2 separate regions of the Mus musculus genome follow, and region 1 is linked to region 2. Evidence: chromatin contacts called from public promoter capture Hi-C data. All regions are on one chromosome and are shown on one strand. The core of a region is the stretch at or near the end of the contact, and the rest is flanking DNA. Distances in the headings are between cores, read along the strand shown. Region 1 overlaps Kcnma1 (potassium large conductance calcium-activated channel, subfamily M, alpha member 1). Region 2 overlaps Kcnma1 (potassium large conductance calcium-activated channel, subfamily M, alpha member 1).

Evidence for each region. Capture Hi-C pulls out chosen DNA fragments and counts their contacts.
Region 1: a contact with region 2 is called in a promoter capture Hi-C map of pancreatic islet. The contact joins two enhancer-like sites. A contact is called at or near these places in 1 of 484 Hi-C or Micro-C datasets (nephron progenitors) and 2 of 9 other capture datasets (adipose tissue and pancreatic islet).

Annotation. Positions count from the first base shown.
Region 1 is chr14:23,884,007-23,887,554 of GRCm38.p6, forward strand. All of the region lies in intron 1 of Kcnma1 (potassium large conductance calcium-activated channel, subfamily M, alpha member 1), which reads right to left. Among named protein-coding and RNA genes, the nearest start is that of Kcnma1, 120 kb to the right of the region's middle. Within about 2 kb of position 1,730, at least 62 of the 459 cell types and tissues checked have an H3K27ac peak or open chromatin away from gene starts, as enhancers often do. A contact at or near this core is called in pancreatic islet, where this site is marked.
Region 2 is chr14:23,733,438-23,736,796 of GRCm38.p6, forward strand. All of the region lies in intron 2 of Kcnma1 (potassium large conductance calcium-activated channel, subfamily M, alpha member 1), which reads right to left. Among named protein-coding and RNA genes, the nearest start is that of Gm51422, 85 kb to the left of the region's middle. Within about 2 kb of position 1,999, at least 1 of the 459 cell types and tissues checked has an H3K27ac peak or open chromatin away from gene starts, as enhancers often do. A contact at or near this core is called in pancreatic islet, where this site is marked.

The DNA.
Region 1 (3,548 bases), core at 480-2,979, 150 kb after region 2:
ACCTAAGGAGCAAGACAGGTAGAGCCAACATTGCCATTTGCTAGAGAGAAGTATAAGATGAAATTTTAAAATGTCCCATTACAAAGACATAACGGAGGCTGTAGAGAACCATTTAAAGGGGGAGGAACAAAATGTATTAGCTGGAAGAATAAAAATAAATGACATCTTTTATGAAGTATAAAATGGATAGAATAATACACAGCAAGTTAATGCATACAATTATGTGTTTTGTGTAAGAAATGTATCCTGTATCCTGCACAGATACAATAAAATAAAGTTGAAAGTAAAAGAATAGCCCAAAATATGCCAGCCAAAAACTAAGTGCCAGAATGGGGGCACTAGAGTCAAGGCGAGTAAAATCCAGGGCAATGGATATTAAGTAGGGTGGTGTAGAAGCAGGGTAGAGGAGCATACACAAGTCAGTACAGCCTCAGGAGGAAGGTCAAGAGTTTGAGACCAGCCTGGTCACAGAGAATGACTCTGTCTCAAAATCATAAGTGATAAGCAATCCCCAGAACAGACATAAAGAGCCAGGCATAATGACATGCCTTATAATCCCAGCCCTGGGCAGACAATGACAAGAGCTTACTGCCCAGCCAGGCTGCTCAAGCCAGGCAAGCTCTAGACTCATAAGAAAGCCTTCCTCAATCAAGCTGGAGACAGTAGGCAGTACCTTAGTAACCAAGCCAAAAGTAAACCTCTGTCCTACACACACACACACACACACACACACACATACACACACACACACACACACACACACACACACACACACACCGAGTATATCTGTGCACACATGATGTAGCTGTACACATACTTAGGCACCCATATGAATGTGCATACATGTGTTGCACATTATATATGCCTATGTATAAATGCACACAGAGAGAAATTTCCAATGAATATATAGCATAAGAGAATGCAGGGTGTTTCATATCAATAAGAGTACAATCCAAAATGAGTATCTGGAAGCCCAGGGCCTTTCCACACCAACAAAGCAGATGACAAAAGAAAAACCACTGAATGTTCTCCACCTACTGCTGTTTTTCCTAAACTAGGTTCTCAAACTAGATACAGCCGTGATGCCTGAGAAGGATGCCATTCGTGGGAAACTCAATTAAGCAGTGGTCTGGAGAGAACATGTAGAGATGCCAAGCTCCTAGAGTCTTTTGCAGATGGAGAAACTGGGCCAGGAAGCTGAGTAAGGAGAGTACAGAACAGGGAACCTCAGACCTTGGCACAGCTCTCACATGGAAGCATAACTCAGACTCTTCTAGAACCAGCACCCAGGTGCTTCTGGTGCTGGCTCTGGGCTGACAACCATCTGCGGTGATGAAGTCCAAGGCTTCAGCAGGGCCAGAGCTAAGTCATGTAGTATTTTACCACTGTTCGGGACTTCTATTTGCTCAGCCTTGCAGGGTCTCAGATTCTTCATTCCTGAACAGACCAACACTAGCACCTTCCTCTTGTGTGTGGATGGTTCGTTCAAGCCTGTAGTATGAGTGCTCACTTACACCTCCCTCTGCTTTCCAAGTGTAAGGCAGATCACTCCTCTGTGCCCATGCCCCAGGAGAATGTCACACACACACACACACACACACACACACACACACACACACACACACACGCTAAGAGCAGATCGCAGACCCAAGCTGGGCCCTTGCCTGCTGCATTAGGCAATGTTGTTCCCCCTCCCCGGGGCTCTCCAGCTGGAGCCTGAAGCTGGTGACTCACTCACGGATCCTGTCATCTCTGCCTCTTTCCCCTCCCACACGGCCTCTATCTCTGCCTCCCCACCCAGGTCCTCCCCACTTGCAGCACAGTGGATCTGCAGTGTCCTACCCTGACTGAGGCTGGTCTCTTCAGAGGACAGGAAGTTATCACCCCACGCCCTATCTGAGAGGCTTCTTGTACTGCCTTTCTGCAATAGGCAAAGGACCAGCCCTGACACAGAAATGAACTTGGAGGGGGCAGAGGTGGCACATCCTCCGGGGGCATGGAGGAGTTGGTGCAGAAGAGGGTTCACTGAGGTGGGAGGGAAAGAACCGTTACATTCAAGGCTCCTCCTCTCTGCCCTGAGCTCAGAAATCAGAGGGAGCTGTCAGTGAGCATCTCACTGTAACACTCTGGCTGAAGGAGTGATAAACAGGCACTACCACCCACATAGGAAGGGATCAGGGCAGACTGACGCTGAGACCACACAACAGGTTCACTGCACCTGTAAGCAGACTGAGGTCAGGTGTGTCCTAGTTAAACCCAAATTATCTGTGTGGCGGAAGCTGACTCATAAGAATGCAATTCGTGTCTGACCTGTGGCATGGATTTCTCAGCCGCCAACTGTGCTCCACCATGGTTAGATCACACACATAGCTACAAGTGCCCACAAAGATCACCAGGATGACCTCTTTTGCTAGAAGATGCCTAGGAAGCAAAGCAGATGCTTCAAGCAGCACTGATGTCACAAGCAAGCTTCCAATGCCTGCCTAGTGTTGCCATTAAAACCCAGCAGTAAGACACCTGGGAGAAGAGAAAATCATGAGGCGTGCTCCCCACACACTCCCACGTGTCACCTGACAGCTGACGTGCCTCTTCTCTGCTGCACCATTTTTCCGAGGGGAATCCACCTCGGCACCCCTTCATTCATGGGCACTCATGCCGAGGAAGATGGGGAGACTGAGGCCAGCCCTCAAGCCACCTACCTCTCTCCTCCTTCCTCTCCTAGAATGCCTGTCCCTACCGTTGGCTACCCACCTGATCCTTGTGCCTAGTTCATTGCTCCAGGAAGCTCTCCGTGTAAACTTCCTCCTCTCCCTTGGCCATCCTCAACCCAGATTCTCTGGAGGACTGAGACCCCAGATTTACCCACTGATCATCTGACTTGATCATCCTTATACTTACAGCCTACATTCTTATATTTATAGTATATTGTTATACTTCCTATATATAGTCTGCTCTATAAGAAAACATTGAACCCCCACAGGTCACATCTCTGTGGAGCATGCTGTGGACACTCAGAGGAGGGTTGGAAATCCTTAACTGAGTTCAAATTTGCCCTCAACTGGTTACCCTTCCTTTGCATTGGGCATGCCAGGTAGTGTCACCATTCCTCAGTTTACCCTCCTGGGGAAAGGCAATGATAATAATCACTGTCTTCCTAGGCCACTGTGAGGATTGTATGAGATCATATGTACAAAAGCTCCAAGCATCTCCAATGCAGTGTGAACTGATTATGTCTGATATCATGGGCCTACCGTCCAACCACTGGAGCATGGCAGTGCAACCTCTAATCTCAGCACGCAGGAGGTTAAGGCAAGGAGATCACAATTGTGGCCAAACATTCTCTGTACAGAATCTACTGAAGGCCCGCCAGGATAGTGTAGAGAGACTTTGTGTCAAAATGACATACATAAACATATACACATACATATACATATTAATTTTAAGGGTTGGGGGCAGTGGTAGAACGTCTGTAGAGTGAGACCCTGGGTTCATTCCCCAAGACTGCAGAATATAAGGTAAATAAGATGGCACCTGGTAAAAATGATGAG
Region 2 (3,359 bases), core at 749-3,248:
TTCTAATATTTAGCTCCTCCCACTCTCTTCTCAAAAGCAAAAGCTGTGGAAACTTTGTTTACACACCAACTCAGTCAAGAAAAATGGAAAAGAACTCAGCATTTCTTCAAATGGGTGAAAGTAGATATCACACAGGCCACAATGCCTCTAAAAACTGTGGCATGCCCTGTGACTTCCATCTATATCATATCAGAGTAGTTCTAAATCTTCCTTGGACAGACTCACCTCCCCCCTCCAGCTGCCTCACCATCCCTCTGTCAGCCTCTGTGGATTACAGGAGATTCAGAGCTCTCAAAGTTGAATGGATTACCATGCTAGAGCTAGGGCTGGAGACACCTTTGACAAATGTGGGCTGTCAGCCAGGACCCAAAAACTCTTAGGAGTCAGCAAGTGCAAATGGCCTTCTTATCCTAAGCTTTCCTAGACCTCGCTGATCACCTTTCTTCCTTCAGTCTTCTAAGCCTCCTTCAACAGCAAGAAGCCAGAAATATCCCTATTTTACAGAAAATGTATCTGTGGGAACTGTTGTGACTTAAAACTCACACAGCCAACAGCTAATGTCAAGTCTGTGATAGGCAGCTGGCTCTTAAGGCAGTAGGGGTCAGTGGGCAAGGCGAATGCCAAGAATGTCACCAAATCTCAATCCTGCCACCTGCTATCTTCATGACTTTGGGAAAATGACTCTAACAAGGAGGACTTGGGTCCCACACCTTTCATCTGGAATATCCTTTATCTCAGGATTCTTGAGAGTGAACAGCAATGTAGCACAAAGATGGAGGAGGATGCTGGCACCATCAGCCCTATTGTCAGCTCAGTCAGTCCCATTCTCTCTTCAATATACTATGTCACATGGAATCTAAACTAAGGGAGGCAGCAACACACACTGGCTTCACCCAGACTCCCTGCGACTTGCTGTCCTTGACCAGCACAACCTTGCGCCGGAACCTCAGAGAGCTCACTTAGCACATGTGATTTCCCTGGAGGACTTTTAATCCCATGCTGGCCTGGATCAACCCCTTTGGCACTTTCCCAGACCTCTAAACCTGACTGGCAAGAAGTCTGAGCATGAGGAATGGAGTTCATAATAACAAGCAATAACCCACTCACCTTTATGTCTGATCTATACAACACTGCTCCTTGATATATGGTATCTTGGCAATAGTGGGTCAATGAGACATGTCGATTTCCATAAGTAATATGTCCATTTCCATAAACAACCATCCCTGCCTTGGCTAGATAGAACCTATGTAGATGAAGTGATACTGAAGAGGGAGGCAGTGAAAGGCATTTCATAATTATTGATGCTCATAGCACCTTAATTCTCATTTTTACTTAGCAAATAGGAGTGAAAAGACAGATAAACTGTGCCCTCTCTCAGATTCCCCTGGATAGTGCTTTGAGGCCTTAAAGAAATATGTTTCAGATTGTGTGATCATTTGGCTTACCCTAACTGCCAGTGTCTTTCATTCAATAGATAAGCAAGATAGATCTACAATTAATTAAATGGTGCTGTCCACTAAGATGAGATTCACTCACATCTACAAATACTGACAGTACCAGGCATTCTCCAAGATCATATACCCATGATGAGAAATGGGCTCTGCTGTCAAGGAAGAAGAGCTCAATGTGGCAGAAAGATTATAGAGACGGTTATAAAACTGTCGTGAGCTAGGTAGCTGGAGCTGCAAAAGAGCCTACGAGGAGCACTTTCCCTAAATGTGGGATCTGAAGATGAGATTTGAGAGTTCAGTAAGGAGGAGAGGGAAGAGGACATGAGTTGTCATGCATCAGAGAAGCCAATGGGCCAAACCCCATTTGTCACCAAGCTAAGGGATGTGAAACAATCTAAATCTGCCCTCAATGCAACAGCTCCCACCCTCACCCAACATTATCCTTGGCTTGGCCAAAAGCTGAGGCAGAGCCAGCTGCTGCACCTTCTGCCAACAGCATGGTGCCAGGTGAGGTATTCTGCCCAGGAGGCACTGAGAATTTGATGTCCCTTGCTAGCTCAGCTCTGAAACCTCCTCCCCACCTGTTGCTGTGACATTAGTTGGTGTCACCTGTGTCCCTAAGTGGCAGAATGGGAAGTTTTGCCATCTGCCTACCCACCCTCTCAGGCGTGGGGCACAGGGGGGGCTGGAGGAGCTGGGAGGCTTGACGAACAGACGAGCAGAGCTCATTTGCCCATGTCCATGGGTGTGACAGCAAGGAAGTAAGGAGGGCTGAAAGAAGAGAAACAGAAAATGTAAAAGAAGAAAATCAGCAGGCTCAGAAGAAAGCCATTTAATACAGCCTGATTCTAACTTCTAAAAATCCAAACTAATGCAAGGAGATTCAAGACTCATTTAACAATAAACCTGTGAGGTGGGGCAGATGGCTCAATAGATAACGTGCTTGTTGCACAAGAAAGTGGGACCCACATAAAAAGCAAAGTACCTGTAATTCCATAGCTGGGAGTATGAGATAGGAGGGCCCATGGGGCTTTCAAGCCAGCTGGTATAGACAATTTCCAAACTTTGTTTTCAGGAACAATCATTGCCTCAAGAATGAAGGTGGAAAGTAACAGAGGAAGGCATCTGACACAACAGGCAGACAGACAGACACAGAGTCAGAGACACAAATGCAGACACAGACATACAGATAGAGCACAAGCCCTCAAGTTGGATGTGATGATGCAGAGATCTCAAGTGATGCTTGGTCCAACCCACCAAGTATCTTTTCCACCCCAATTTCTTCTCTACATTCTCTTAGGTATCTAGGAAAAATAAAACCCTGTCCCAGCACTGATGAGAAATCTGGACCTGTGCCCACAAGCAATAAAATAGAATTCTTCTGATCTCAAAAGGAAAGTATATTCAGGCCCCGGGCAACCCCAGGGACTTAGAGTTGTTCTCAACCCTTGCATGCATCTGATTCACCTGAAGAGAATTTTGAGAGTAAAGATGCCACAGGCATACACTCTCAGATTGAGATTTCATTGGGCTAGCAAGGATTTGAGCCTCTCAAAGGCTCCCTAGATGATGCTAATGTGTATCTAAGACTGAGAGCTGTTAGGCTATGCCAAGAAGTCTGGGGCAGAGAAAGAAAAAGGATAGTCTCTCAGCTCTAGATGCCATTAACTGCAGTGCCAAGTATCACACCTCAACCCCAGTTCCCATAGTATCAGTGATTAAGCAGTGGGAAAGACACAGCTAAACTTGGTGTATAGGTGTTAAAGTCAGTGTTCTCATAGGCTAAATAAAGTTTACAACTGGAAAAACAAGAAACTCAGACTATGTCAAGTTTGAGTCCCAAAATCCACTGGTACTCTCCATCTCCATTATCCCAACCTTAGCTCCACGTCAGAAACCAGAGTGGAA